Linked DNA regions of Zea mays: region 2 is linked to region 1. A link is a contact called in public Hi-C data. All regions are on one chromosome and are shown on one strand. The core of a region is the stretch at or near the end of the contact, and the rest is flanking DNA. Distances in the headings are between cores, read along the strand shown.

Region 1 (7,275 bases), core at 1,396-3,895:
TGCCCCAACTGGTATGCGCTGGCGACCAACCGATCCGAAATCTACGGTCAGAAACCTCTCCCCCGCATTAAACCGCTCTAGCCATTGGATTTCCGATGTACGACCGATACAACTCCCCTTACCTCAATCCTTCATCGCGGATCCAACGGTGAATATCCATCGTCTTCAATTGCCAGACCTCGAACATAACAAAGTCGGCCGCCCCGCGTGGCATAGCTCGCCGGCGAGCACGCGAGTCGAGGACTCCCGTACTGACCACGCCACTGACCGGATTGAAACAGAGGTCCGCCCACCATGGGTTCGATAGTTGATTTAACTGTCAGAGGCCTCCCTTCTACCTCCAGACGTCCCGCGGCGGAGCAAACACCTGCTCATAACGCTGGCGTGATGGATATTGGTGCGCACGAGTCTAATCGTCGAATTCGAGTGCAGTGTTGCATAGTAGAGATAAAGGCGAATCACGCGGATGGGGACTCACCGGCGATTTTGGAGCGGCGACACCCGACCACGGAAGAGCTTGGTTCCACGGCGGACATCAGTCTTCGGTGAGCAATCGCCACAGCTTGGGACGAGCTTTCTTCACACGGACTCCACGACCAGCTTCCCCGTGCCACGAGGAATCCCCACGGTCGCCCCACGAGAGCAGAGGCCCGGTCATGGTGAGATCCGGGTGTGGCTACCCACGGCAATGCCAGCGGCAGAAGGAGAGGAATGGTTGCGAGGCGCGGCGAATCTAGCCCCGGGTCAACTGAAAGCCCAGGTGGTCGGCCATCTATATAGGGCGAGGAATGAGTCTTGCGGCGACGAGGATTGATCAGAGCCTGAGGAACCGCGCGGAGTTCAACCAAAGTCGTTCATGGCCTGCGAGATCTACGGGGAGTTGGCGCTGACGCTAGGGGCCCGTGCGACAATGACTGAACGCGTGCGACGCCCAGTAGAGAGGCTGACACCACTGGCCCACATGGCGGTGACTCAACCCTCAGAACGACGCCCAGGCTGGGCCAGCGGGTGAAGGGAAGTTGGGCTGCCAGTGAAGACCCGGCCCAAGGCGCTGGTAAATCTTTTTTATTTTTTTATTCTTTTACTTTTTTCCAAATTTGAAGCATTTGAACCATATTCAAATCCCTGTTTTGAATTTCAGACTCCCAGTGTCAAAATCATTACTACTATGAATATTACCACTGCTATTTTTAATATTATTAGTTATTATTTTTCTTGTTATTTATTTATGGAGAAATAAATGATTTCCTTTAAATTCCCATCCTTTTCTTTTATGTTCCCCTTTTATTTTCAAATTCTAATTTTTAAACTCAAACTTGTTTCACAAATTTTAATACAAATACAAGAATTTCATTATGAGGTGCGTCTTCGGGGATTATGTCTGAGCAATTAACCTTTTCTGAGCGCATTTTAGGGGCGTATTCTGGGTACCCCTAATTATCATGCCCGACAAGAGCACTCGCTTCTGACTACCGCAACTCATGTTAATTTGTGTTGTGGAAAGAAATTGTATATAACCGTAGTGACGTAGGTGCAACTAAAACTAACTAGTCACTTACGCGCGCCAGCACGCGCATGTACCTAAGAATGAATGTTTTACTTTGGCCTCGGTATGATTCACTGTCATGAGTGTTAAGGAATGTAAATTTGAGAAAGACAATAGCTGCAATTTCTGATGGAGCTATCGTTGAATTTGATGTAGATGCTAATAGTGATATAGATAATTTTCTAACACTATTAGTAACGATAGTTTCAAAGTAGAACATAGTTGCTTTAGCGGTTCTATCAGATGTTCAGTTTATACCTGCATAATTGTGAACATTTGAGGAAAAAAAGTAACGAGAAGAAGTAGTAAGTATCTTTGACCAATCAATAAACATGGTATGTAACATTGAAAAGAAGTCAATGCAAGGTAGTATGCACATTTTTTTTAAGAAACGTCGATACATCTGGTTGCATATATGTGAACGATTGAAAATGTCTCAATGCAAGGTAGTATGTACAATTTTTTAAGAAACGTCGATACATTTGGTTGCATATGTGTGAATTTTAACCAGTTTGGACTCTACATAATGTTTCAGTCTGCACTCTGCAGTTAAACAGTGTCAATGTGTATGATTGAATGAATTTAAGCCGTCTGAATAGAGGGGGGTTCAAAGTAAGCTAGGAAGGATCAAGCTAGCTGATTGCATGCTTTTTGACTTGTCGATGCATGGATGCAAATCTTGTATATTCTTTAATTAGCAGAAACGTGCATATAGTATATCATTGCATTTTTTTATTAATGAATGATTGATGTTCTATGATCGGAGCTAGCTATTGGCGTAGCGATGAACAAAATAATTAAATAAATAAATAATTAAGGGGTTTTGACATAGGTTGAATGGTAGAGTTGTTTCTGAAAATATATAGTAAGATAAAATTTGTAGATACCTGAAACAGTACTCGGTGGATCCACAGTGCCGGCATAACTTTCATGAATTTCTACTCCTTTGTCCGGCATCCAAATGAGATGATCTAAACATGTTTTCTTACTATTTCAATGACAGAAACAAGGTGGTAGAGGCTATTATACACTTTGATCTCAACAACTTTTGTTCTCAGCCGATTGATGCAAGCTTTGGCCCATGTATGCCTCATCGTTCTGGTTTCCGTTTTGATTTTCTTTATTGGGCTTTCTTTTTTTTGTTGGGCCCAGTTTGTATCCTTTTGTTTCGGTTATTCTGTTCTTTTCTGGACTTTTGGTAACCTCATTTTTTAAATAGATTTTAATTTTTCCAAATGAAATTTATTCATTTTCCTTTACAAAAATTTTAATCCCTTAGAAAACGAGAATCCATTTTGCCAAACTAGTACTTAGTTTTTATTTCACATATTGTTGTTTCATTGTTTTAAAAAATGACATTTTTTCTCTTTTGGTGTGCATTACATTTTACAATGTTCACAAACTTTTGTTTTTCAGTTTCACCATCTTTTTATATGAAACAGACAGCTGACTATGATCTGAATTTCTTCTGTTACCTTCACTTCTATGTAAATGGCAATGGGGTTCTTGTCTTGACCGTGCTTCAGTTGGTTTAACCTATTACTACAAACGAAGAACCTGGACTACATCTTCCAATCGTTCAACTTCAAGACATCGACGATATCCCTAGCGTTTTCAGTTTGACTGCGTACTTCTACAAACAGAGACAATTAAACGAAATGAATACAAATAAGCAAATTACTGTTTGCAAACCACCATCGGCCGTATTAACTCGCATGCCTATTCATCAGCGAATCTGTCTGTTGGCACTCTGTTTCTGCTCTGCTGGCTGAAGCTAAATATAATTTATCGATAATCATCGTTGGAGTGCAGAATTCCATAGCGTTGAACATTAAAAGTGGCGGACGGTCCGATCCTAGGGCGCGGACAGCGATCGGATTGACTCGGATGATTATCTTTATCTCATGCGTGGTTATCCATCTAATCACGTGGTTATCTCTTAAGAGGCAAGATCTATTTCATCTACCTCACTCAAGATCTCCTCCTCGAATTGATCTATTAATTTCTATGTGACTTTACGTCGTCTAAGAACATCGCGGGTGACCAGCTTGATAGAGGATGAGGCCCGATCTTCCGTGAGGTATGATAACTTGATTGGGTGGAGATCTCGACGTTGATGATCCAAGACTCCGAGCGAACGGCTCCTCGCAATGACTACACCTCTGCTCTGTTGGTTATCACCCGTAACACACGAGTGACCTCGCCACGAAGGCTTATCCCTGCAAGCGCAATCAAGAACACAAGCCAGAACAGAAAGAACGCAACCAAACTGTGTTAATTACGAGATGGGGTCTCACAAGCCGATGACAGTAATATTGTTCGATGACAGAATAATCTAAGCAAAATCCACCCTAATGTGACGACAGCTGCTGAATATATAGAGTATTAGGGCGTGCGTGACCACTGGTCTCGTCCCTAATGGTCTCCAACGCGATACACGGGCCAACGGTCCAACAGACGGTGTCGCAGCACCAAACAGAATTGTTTCGACGATTCCCGTTGACTCTGGATGAATTTTAAGGTGGAACCAGTTGGGTTGGTTAGATAATTTCTTTATCTTTCCAACCATATCAAGTTCGCCGCAATCGAAGTATGAATGCGTACTGGGCACCCATTTTTGTACAGGCTGGACATGGAACCCCAGATAGAATCGCAGCTGAGACGGACTTGATGTCCTTCCTGTTGTGGACGCCATTGCTCCTCCTCCTCAATCCCTTGGCCTTTCCCAAGTCCTTGTTGGTCCTTTCCAATGTTTCTAATCATTAAACATCTATGGTCCTGAGCGTAAGCTCTAAAACGTAATTGACTAGGGTAGAATGTACATGAATATTTAGTTGTCGTGCACGCGATCGTGTTAAAGGTGGGACTAATCCCAAAATTAGGTGGCAACTCAATTGTGTACGCATTATCATTAATTTTTGCAAGAACTTTATAAGGCCCAACAACATGTGGCATGAGTTTAGACTTTCTCAAATTAGGAAACATATCCTTTCTCAAAGAACCCACACCACCTGGTTCTAATTTTATATCCTTCCTACCTTTACTAGCAGCAATACGATATTTTTCATTCATCTTTTCAATTTGCAACTTAGTTATTTCATGCAACTTAAGAGTGAATTTAGAATTCAGAACATTGTGTAGCATCCAAGTTCACTATTTCAGAAGTTGGTAAAGGTACCAAATCAATTGGAGCACAAGAATTAAAACCATTTACTACCATAAATGGACTAAGCTTGGTTGTGGAATGAAATGATATGTTATAAGCAAACTTAATATGCGGCAAACATTCCTTCCACAACCTCAAATTATCTTTTAAAACAGCACGCAACATAGTAGATAAAGTGCGATTAACATCCTCTGTTTGTCCATCAGTTTGGGGATGACAAGTAGTAGAAAATAGCAACTTTGTTCCCAATGTAAACCATAAGGTTCTCCAAAAATGGCTTAAAAGCTTAGCATCCCTCTCAAAAACAATAGTATTTGGCACACCATGCAACCACATAATCTCAGTGACGAACAAATCAACAACATACGAATCATTATAAGTTTTGTGATAGGGTATAAAATGTGCAATCTTGGAGAAATGATCGACAACCACAAAAACGCTATCACTCCCCCTCTTTGTTCTAGGCAAACCCAAAACAATGTCCATAGAAATATCCTCCCAAGGTGCACTAGAAACAGGAAGAGGCATATAAAGACCATGTGAGTTAAGTCGGGACATAGCTTTGTTGCATGTGGTGCAACGCGAGACGTAGCGCTCAACATCATGTGCACCCGAGGCCAATAGAAGTGAGTGGACAGCACATCCTTAGTCTTCATAACACCAAAATGTCCCATCAAGCCTCTCTCATGCGATTCCTGCAAGAGTAGAAGACGAACGGAGCTAGCTGGAACACACATCTTGTTAGCACGGTAGAGAAGGCCTTCACGCAGCATAAATTTTTGCCACGTTCTTCCCTCTCTGCAATTTTCAAAAGTATCTTTGAAGTCCAAATCATCAGTATATAATCCCTTTATAATCTGCAAACCAAAGATTTTATGATTAAGTTGGGATAACATAGTATAACGTCTAGACAAAGCATCAGCAATCACATTATCCTTTCCTTTTTTATGCTTAATAATGTAAGGAAAAGATTCTATGAATTCAATCCATTTAGCATGACGTTTGTTTAGATTAAATTGTCCCTTAAGATAGTTCAAAGATTCATGATCCGAGTGTATGACAAATTCTTTAGACCATAGATAATGTTGCCAAGTTTGTAGAACTCGTACTAAAACATATAATTCTTTGTCATATGTAGAATAATTCAGAGTTGGACCATGCAATTTTTCACTAAAGAAAGCAACAGGTTTACCTCCTTGGATGAGAACTCCTCCAATCCCAATGTCGCTCGCATTACACTCAAGCTCAAATGTTTTTTATCAAAATCAAGAAGTTGCAGCAGCGGTGCTTGTGTGAGCTTCGACTAGAGGGCATCAAAAGCTTGGTGTTGTGCCGGTCCCAAATGAAACAACACTCCATTCTTTATCAACTCGTGGAGAGGTGCCGCAATGGTGCTGAAATCCTGCACAAATTGCCTATAGAATTCTACAAGACCAAGAAAACTCCGAACCTGCGTAACCGTGGTCGGAAGTGGCCAGCTCGTGATGGCAACAATCTTTGCCTCATCCATCTCAATGCCCTGTGATGTCACAACATATCCAAGAAAAGACACATGATCGATGCTAAAGATGCACTTCTCAAGGTTACCAAATAAACGTGCATTACGCAAGACATAAAAAACACGTAAGTGTTCAATATTATCATCATGAGACTTGTTGTAGATAAGAATATCATCAAAATAAACCATCACAAATTTACCAATAAAAGCACATAAAACCTTGTTCATCAATCTCATGAAGGTGCTAGGTGCATTAGTTAACCCGAAAAGCGTGACTAACCACTCATAAGGACCGAACTTAGTTTTAAATGTAGTTTCCATTCATCACCTAAAGCCATATGAATCTGGCGGTATCCACTACGCAAGTCAAATTTTGAGAAAACAATAGAACCACTTAATTCATCAAGCATGTCATCCAATCTAGTAATATGATATCGGTACCGAATTGTGATGTTATTAATGGCTCTACAATCAACACAAAAGCGTCAAGTGCCATCTTTCTTAGGAACCAAAAGAACAAGAACAGAACAAGGACTAAGGCTCTCATGAATGTACCCACGCTCCAGAAGGTCCTGGACCTGGCGCTAAATCTCCTTAGTCTCCTCGGGGTTGGTCCTGTAGGCAGCACAGTTGGGCAAACTCGCCCCTAGAATTAAATCAATCTTGTGCTCAATGCCTCACATAGATAGTAATCCAAGGGGGGTCTATGAGGGAAACACATCCATATATTTCTGCATAAGGCTAGCAACATCACGTGGCAAAGCAATGGATGTATCATCAATAGAATACAAAGCATTTATGCATACTAAGGCATAGCAAAGTCCAGCAAAGGCATGTAACTCATCTAGATCAGATTTAGTAGCTAGCAATGAAGGAGTTTTTAATTTATAAGGTTGCTGATTTTTGGAGTTCAAAACACCTTTTTGCTTAGCATTAGTCTTTTTCTTATGTTCAAAGTGGACAATTTTAGTGGGAGTCATAGGAAGCAACACAATTTTCTTTCCCTTATGAATGAAAGTATATTTATTAGATCTACCATGGTGAATAGCATCAGTATCAAACTCC
Region 2 (7,275 bases), core at 2,368-4,867, 210 kb before region 1:
CTCATAGTGATGTCCTCATCACCTCCACACTCCACTACTCTGCGACGGGTGTCCTAGTATCTAGAACCGTGGTCCAGGGGGTCCGGACACACAATTTGGCTTCCCAGACTAAATCCTGCAGGTCCCGTGCCTGTATCAAAGGATGGCTAGTATCAGGCGATGGGTCCTATGGGTGTGCTACTAACGCTCCCTAGCTGAAGTTGTGTTTAGGTCCAGGTCCCAGTCGAGGCTGCCTCCTAGGGCCTGTTGCCAACTCTTTTTAGGTATGCTGGTATCCAGCCTCGACACGTCGAGCCTACATCCCAGGGGGGCCAGGTACCAGGGAAGAGTCGGCAACGCCACACACAACAGGGGCAAATAGTACGCAGATAAGTGCTAATAGTGCTCGGTAAGTAGTACTCAAAAGTACCTTACAAAAACAAAGTTATTACATTCTCCTTCAAGCGAGACCCTAGCATTATGTCTATAGGTATGACCTACTCGACATCAGTAGGGTCGCGCTGGAAGCGCGCGACCGCCATCTCCACGACATCTTGTACGACCTCCTGGGTGGCGTCTTCAGCAGCGGGCCAGCGGTCACCGTTGGAGGCGGCACCGAAGCCATCAAAGCCAAAGAGATGGAGCCACAGCTCGGCTCGCTTCCCACCCGACAGAGTTGGAGCTAGACGAGTTCATGGCGGTGCACCATGAGACACTGGTGAAGCTCACACGAAAGATGGAGCTGCAGCTCAACTCGCTCTCCACCTCCGCAAGGCTGATGAACATCCTTGAAGCCGAATGCTGGAGGAAGAAGCGTCGCCCCCACGGATATCTTGCAGAGATAGGCGATGATGGCTACCTGAAGGATGAAGCAGGGCGTGAAGTGCCGAGGTTGGAGGTCGAGCTCCTCCAGCAGCAGCACGAAGAAAGACGAGATCGGCAGCGCCAACCCGCTGGGGAGGAAGAGCACGTACTCTCCGGCGGCGAGATCGCCGTGAGGAAAGGCGCCGACACGGATCCTTCCAGCGAACGCTAGCACACCCCATCCGGGCAGGTTGCGCACCAAGTAGAGTGCCACCTCGGGCTAGAGGCGCTCGGGAGGGTCTAGCAAGGCCATGGCGGCTACGACGGCAGAAGAGCGCGGAGAACTCAAGGGCGAAAGGGCGCTGCGAGTGATGAGAATGGCTACCGCGCTCGGGGGAATCTGCTTTTTAAAGAAAGATTCCCCCACTGATGCCCCGAAGCACCACGGAAGATCTCGCCCGATGCGCGCCAAGGTGACCCAGCCCCTGGCATGGCGGCCCGGGCCCATGAGTCATACTCCTTGGGCGTCGGTCTCCGTGTGCGAAGAGGGCAAACCGCCACGTGAGGAGCGAACCGCCGTGCCTCTTCATCTCTGTCGAAAGCAACGGACCAACCTCTGACACGGGGGGCCGGGCCCACGAGTCATTCTCCTTGGGTGTCGGCCTCCGTGTGCGAAGAAGGCGAACCGCCACGCGAGGAGCGAACCGCCACGCCTCTTCATCCCCGCCGAAAACCAACAGCACAGTCTCTGACACGGGGGCCCGGGCCCACGAGTCATCCTCCTTGGGCGCCGGCCCCTGGGTGCAGAGAAGTCGAATCGCTGCTCGCGCCCATACTGCGCCCCCTCAGGGCCGCCGCAAAGGACAAAAAAGGTGAACTTTCAAAACCAATGCAGTGGCATCGAGGCACCCCGCGCGTGGCTCAGCAAAACCATCAAGTGCGGAGACCACGGGTCAGTCAGCCGCGGGGATAGGCGTGACAGTTGGCGTGACCAGAGGCGAGCTGGCAGTTATTGTGTCAGCAAGCGCACAGAAGCAGCGTGCCAATCGCCAATCAAGCTTTGGCCCCACCTGCAGGCTCGTTTCCTCCCCTAAGGCGGGCCCGGGGGCCACTGTCGGTACCCTGAATCAGGGGTACCCCTTACTACAGTGTGAAAGCGCGGAGTCCATGCGGCTGCCTCTAGCCATGTGGCAAACAGCGGCTGACCCCGCCACATGGGCGGCACTGGGGCCGCCACGTGGCCGGAGGAGACAATATACTCCATGGTGTCAACAGTGGGTCCGGCCCCCCACGGGAAAGTGTCGGACCCCTGGATACACAGCCCGAACCTCCGGGCAGGATCCAGGACCTCCGCGAGTATAAACTGGACCCCCGAGACGGGAACCGGACCTCCCTGTGTGGGGCCCAAGTCGCTCACAACAAGCTCCCGGGATTCTAGGAGGAGTACCCGGACCTTAATCAAGGCCAGGCGGGGGTCCGGAGCCGACACGTTTCCGAACCATATTGCGTACGTCTCTGCTCCCCGCTCAGGCGGAGACCCGATGCTGCCACGTGGCCAGCTGCCTGTGACGTAAGCCAACGGGCGGAGCCGGACGTAAGGCCTCTGGGCCGCGCGCATTTATTGCGGGTGAGGCGTGTCGCCTGTCAAACTGGCAGGTGATGTGCCGCCTCAACATTAAATGCACCCTGTCTACTCCACTGACAAGCGATGTGCCGCCTCAGCATTAAATGTGCCCTGTCCACTCTGCTGGCAGGCGACGACCAGACCGTCCCGCAGGCGGCGTGCCTGTCAATTTCGTTGGCAGGCAGTACGCCCGTATTGCGAGGTGCACTGTGCTCATCATCACTCGTACGTTGCTAGGGAAACTTCCGCTGCACGCCAATGCTACGTAGACCGCAGATATCAGGGCACAAGAAGATTGCACTGGCGACCAGCATTAGTTGCTTCAAGTGTTACATCTGTTATGTCCCTGGGCCCGCATGTCGGGGCTCAGCACCCTTGTACATGCCCCCCTTTAGCTATAAAAGGGGAGGCACGCAACGTTACAAGACTCAGACACACTTAGATCCATCTCAGGCTCACAAGTTCATACAAGCTCCCGAGCTCAATACATCACACAGTGGAGTAGGGTATTATGCTCCGGCGGCCCGAACCACTCTAAACTGTTGTGTGTTCTTATGATTCGTTCATCGCTTAGCAGACAAGCAAAACGCTTAGGTCCCTCCTCATCTTAGGATTTAGGGCGGGTGCATTCCGCCACCCGGCCGAAGATTTCCTCTTCGACATATACTATTGTACTCCCTCCGCTCTAAACTAGAAGTCGTTTTAGCTCTAAATTTTTATGTCTCCATTTGTATGGGTGATAAGGGATATAGACAAATATACTAAAACGGTAAAAAAGGATTTTAATTTTGGAGGGAGAGAGCGAGTACGATGCGGAGAGTGTGTGTTTTTCAAGCAAAAGCACCGATGGAGTAAAAGCGCAAAAAGAGGAGGGTAGCATTAACTCCTGAAGTAACCGTCAGCTTAATAAGCCTAACTGTAACTGATGACGTTGCTCTTGCCAGTTCCATTTGCATAATATGTGCTGGACGCCCTGGATTTGCCTTTCTCCCGTCCACCTCCACGCGTCTACAGTTCTCCCGTCTGACCTCGCACTTGCAGCGCACGGAAAGAAAACAGACACGAAATATCTGTCGCTTTCTACGAACAAGATTAGCGACAAGATTGACCCCCTGAATAACCCCCATCGCGAAGGAGTACACCAAGAAAGGCAATTCAGCACTGACCGACGACGCCACTATATGAGCTGAGAGCTGAGAGAAAGAAAGCAGCTGGGGTGGAGCTGTAACAGTTCGCCACGGCTAGGCTCCTCTCCCCTCTCAGCTCTCAGCTGCCCCTCCTGCATGCCGATCGCCTCCAAGCTCGTCTACTTCCAGCGCCGCCCCGCGCCGGCGCCGCCTGACGACCCGGGTCCCGAGCCTCCCGACCCCCGCCGCCCCCGCCGCCGCCGCCGCAGCGGCTCCCTCTCCTCCTCTCACCAGAAGCCGGTGAGTACTGACCGAGTACCCAACAACACGCTGCCGTTCCGTTCCCTCTCACCTCCTGCCGTTTTGTTTGCTTACATAAATAAATAAGTAAATTAAAGCCGCGGCCTTTTGCGTTTTCCCCGAGTGAAGAAACCGGAGGGTTTTCTTCTTGATTCCAAAACTCCGGTCTTCCAGCAGACTGCAGATCGTATCCGTAACGGAGAAAAAAGGTTGGTGTTTTCTTGGTGGAGCAGAGCTGCCGATGGATGCAGATGTCTAGTGTACTGTACTGTACACCCTTATGGTTGAGGAGTCCATCAGTAATTCGGTTTCGATGAAGGCCTAGGCCTAGCCTCCTCGTTCTTCAGGAGCATCGAGGAGTCCACCAGCGTCCTGGAATATTCGGCACCGCTTGAATGAGAAGTTAGCTCATAGTCCATCTCGAACTAGGCAGAGTATTATTGTAGCGAACCTAGCAGGCAAAAAAAAAAAACAGAGGATATCCTAAGTTAGAAAGCATGGATGAATCCCTGGCATGGATGATTGCAGCCTCTCAAAATATTAGTCAAAAGAAAAGAGAGTGTAAAAACGATGTGGGCTTGTACAATTGGTATAAACTTGAATGGGCAAATTTGTGTTATCATGTGTGTGTGTTGATGTGTTCCCTTCAATTCATCTACATTTGCGAACAAAGCTTGGCAGTAGTTTAGCTACTGAATCTAGCTGCACAGGAGCATGATGTTCCAGGGCACCAAAGGGATCACGCTGCTGCAGCCAAGCCTCCGGGGCCAGTCGGAAAGGCAGCAGGGCTTCTTCACACGGCCTCCAGCGCAGGGCTTCACCACCGCAGCACGTCGGGGTCGGACCACGGCCGGCTTCCCGACGCCGTGCAGCAGGCCAGGGAACGGCTCCTTCAGAGGCTCGGCAGCGTGGACCTGGTCCTGGCGGCGGGACGAAGGTCCTCGTGCGTTAACCAAACTCTTATTAGCTGCACGTAATTAAATCTGGCAACACGCTCATCAATCTACATCTACGCTTGCTGTGTGTGCTCTCGTCCGTTGCTTGCAGGCACAAGACATGGCCGCTGCAGACACTCTGGGCTGGAGCTGGAGGACTCGCTCGCCCCGTCGTTGACGCCTCTTCGGGCGGCGGTCAAACCAGCTGCTTCCAGTTCCAGTTCCAGCCCGGTGAACGTGAACCCATCCCTGTGTTCCCCAAACCGGCGGCCTCCGCGGTACAGGAAGCAGAAGACGGGCGAGCCGCGCCCGCGGACGCAGCTTCTGACTGCTCCATATGCCTGGAGAGGTGCGGCGCCGGCGGCGGGCTCACGCAGCTGCGCTGCGGGCACGTCTTCCACTCCGCCTGCCTGCAGCGCTGGCTGCGGTCCCGCGCCGACTGCCCCTACTGCCGGGCCACCGTGCGAGCTCGCTCCTAACAGCAGGAAGGAAGGAAGGATGGATGAATGAATGGAAAGTGTGGAACTGGATGACGATGGTTTTATTAACCGTGTGTCGCTGCTCACCTCTTGTTGTAACCACTCCACTAGTATGGGTTTTTTTTCTTTTCTTCTTCCTTTGCCCGTTGAGGTAGACTGGTAGTACTGAGCTTTGCGGCTTCAGCGATTCAGTGTGATATATGTGTGTATGTTGTGTCTAATCTAATGTACGCAGGAAAATTAGATCTGTATCGTTAAAAAGATCTCAACTTTAGAAGAAGATAGATAACACTGAAAGAGTCAGCTTTCTGTGAACTAGATATTTAATTTTGCAAACAGAAGTTGAGTGTTAGGGGGTGTTTGGTTACACCCCGCTAAAATTTAGCCCCTGTCCCATCGAATGTTTGAACCTCCGTTCCGGTTATTAAATGTAGTCGGATTATAAAACTAATTTGTCAGCCGAAAATTAAAAGACGAGACGAATCTAGTCCATTTGGTTGGGTCTATATTTCATACTCCTATTTAAAAGTCAAACGTTTGATGTGACCCGGGCTAAACTTTAGCAGGAGCAACCAAACACCCCCTTAGTAGCATCCAAAATTAAAATCACTCTGTTGCATAATTCTACCATTACTGATTCCTGTTGAGTTTATCCTGCAGTTCTTTGGTGGTGACCCCGATCCCCGGCCCATTTTTGCAGACGACTCTCCTCCACTATGTTGGACACCAAAATGAGCGGACGGTTGGGCCTGGACGGTCCGCGTGTCTCGAGATTAGATTAACTCGGATGTTATCCTTATCTCGTACGTGGTTATCCATCTAATCACGTGGGAGTTTGTTGGCTATCTCTTAGGAAAAGGTCCAGACCTACTCCCCTATAAATATAAAGGGGTACGGCCGATTGAGAACCCCGAACATATTCCAATCGAACCAATTACCTTATTTACTTTTCCTGCCCTAGGAGTAGATGTAGCATAGTTCTAGTTGTAGTCTTCCACATATCCACCTCCATCCCTATTCGACTCTACGTCGTCTAGATCCGTCTTGGGTGGCCTGCCGATCCCAAGACAACCCTAGAATCTCACCCCTCCCGGGGGGCAAGATCTAGTTGTCCATCCAAGACCTCTTTCTCGAATTGATCTCTTAATTTCTAGGCGGCTCCACGTCGTCTGGGGACGCCCCGGGTGACCTATCGACCCAGAGCACCTTAAAATCTTTTCCCCCCAGGGGACGAGATCTAGATTTCAGCAAGGAGGAGGAAGACGACCCTGTCGGCAGGTCGCGGACCGTCCGGCCCTAGGGTGCGGACTGTCCGGCCGTCAAGCAGGAAACCCTAGCCTCGCGCCAGGTCGCGGACCGTCTGGCCCTATGACGTGGACCGTCCGCGCCTGACCAGAGAGCACCGCCGCCGGTTCGTATTGAGTGATTGGCGCCCCCAAAACGGCACCAACATACTTTTTGGCGACTCCGCTGGGGAAGAGGTTGAAGATCTACAAAATCAGGCTTATATGGCCGATTCTAAAGATCTCAACAGGGCTTCTCCAAACAGCAGCACAAGGCTGACTAGTTTATCGGCCGCTGAGCATAAAAGATTAAAAGGTGATATGAAGAAAATAGACGAGGAGGTCCAACGACAAAAAGATCAGGTGCTCAAGGTGGCGGATAAAGGGTTCCTCTCGCACTTCAGGGTGGATTGCCACCAGAAGACCGTCCAAGAGAGGGAAATAGACGCCGATTACATGTCATCCGTGCTGCAACAACTCCCCACAATAGGTGATGCCAGGTCAGTCGATGATATTCCATCTATTAAAATTTCTTTTGATAATCGGATTAAAAGTATCACAGAGGATATAGAAAGGATGGCGCATGCATTAGGAAAAACTCACATGCCTAGTTTTTTATCACATAAATTAGGCGCCAAAACAATTGCGCCAAACACATCGGCAACAAATGGGTTTCCCCAGCCATATTCTGGTATGCCGATGGACTCATATCCAGGACGACCGTCACCACCATCTTCGCTAAAT

Evidence for each region. Hi-C and Micro-C count contacts between places; a contact is called where the count stands out from the background.
Region 2: a Hi-C map of leaf shows a contact between it and region 1, with 4 times the contacts expected there. The contact joins the promoter of LOC100192938 here to the enhancer-like site in region 1. A contact is called at or near these places in 3 of 25 Hi-C or Micro-C datasets (ear, leaf and tassel).

What each region holds. Positions count from the first base shown.
Region 1 is chr1:164,819,106-164,826,380 of Zm-B73-REFERENCE-NAM-5.0, reverse strand. No RefSeq gene overlaps it. Among protein-coding and RNA genes, the nearest start is that of LOC118473082, 27 kb to the right of the region's middle. Within about 2 kb of position 2,645, at least 2 of the 20 cell types and tissues checked have an H3K27ac peak or open chromatin away from gene starts, as enhancers often do. A contact at or near this core is called in leaf, where this site is marked.
Region 2 is chr1:165,028,894-165,036,168 of Zm-B73-REFERENCE-NAM-5.0, reverse strand. It overlaps LOC100192938 (putative RING zinc finger domain superfamily protein), which reads left to right and starts at 3,617. Exons shown (of 3, transcript NM_001138119.2): 1 at 3,617-3,834; 2 at 4,545-4,771; 3 at 4,882-5,504. The coding sequence starts at 3,691. The coding sequence ends at 5,248.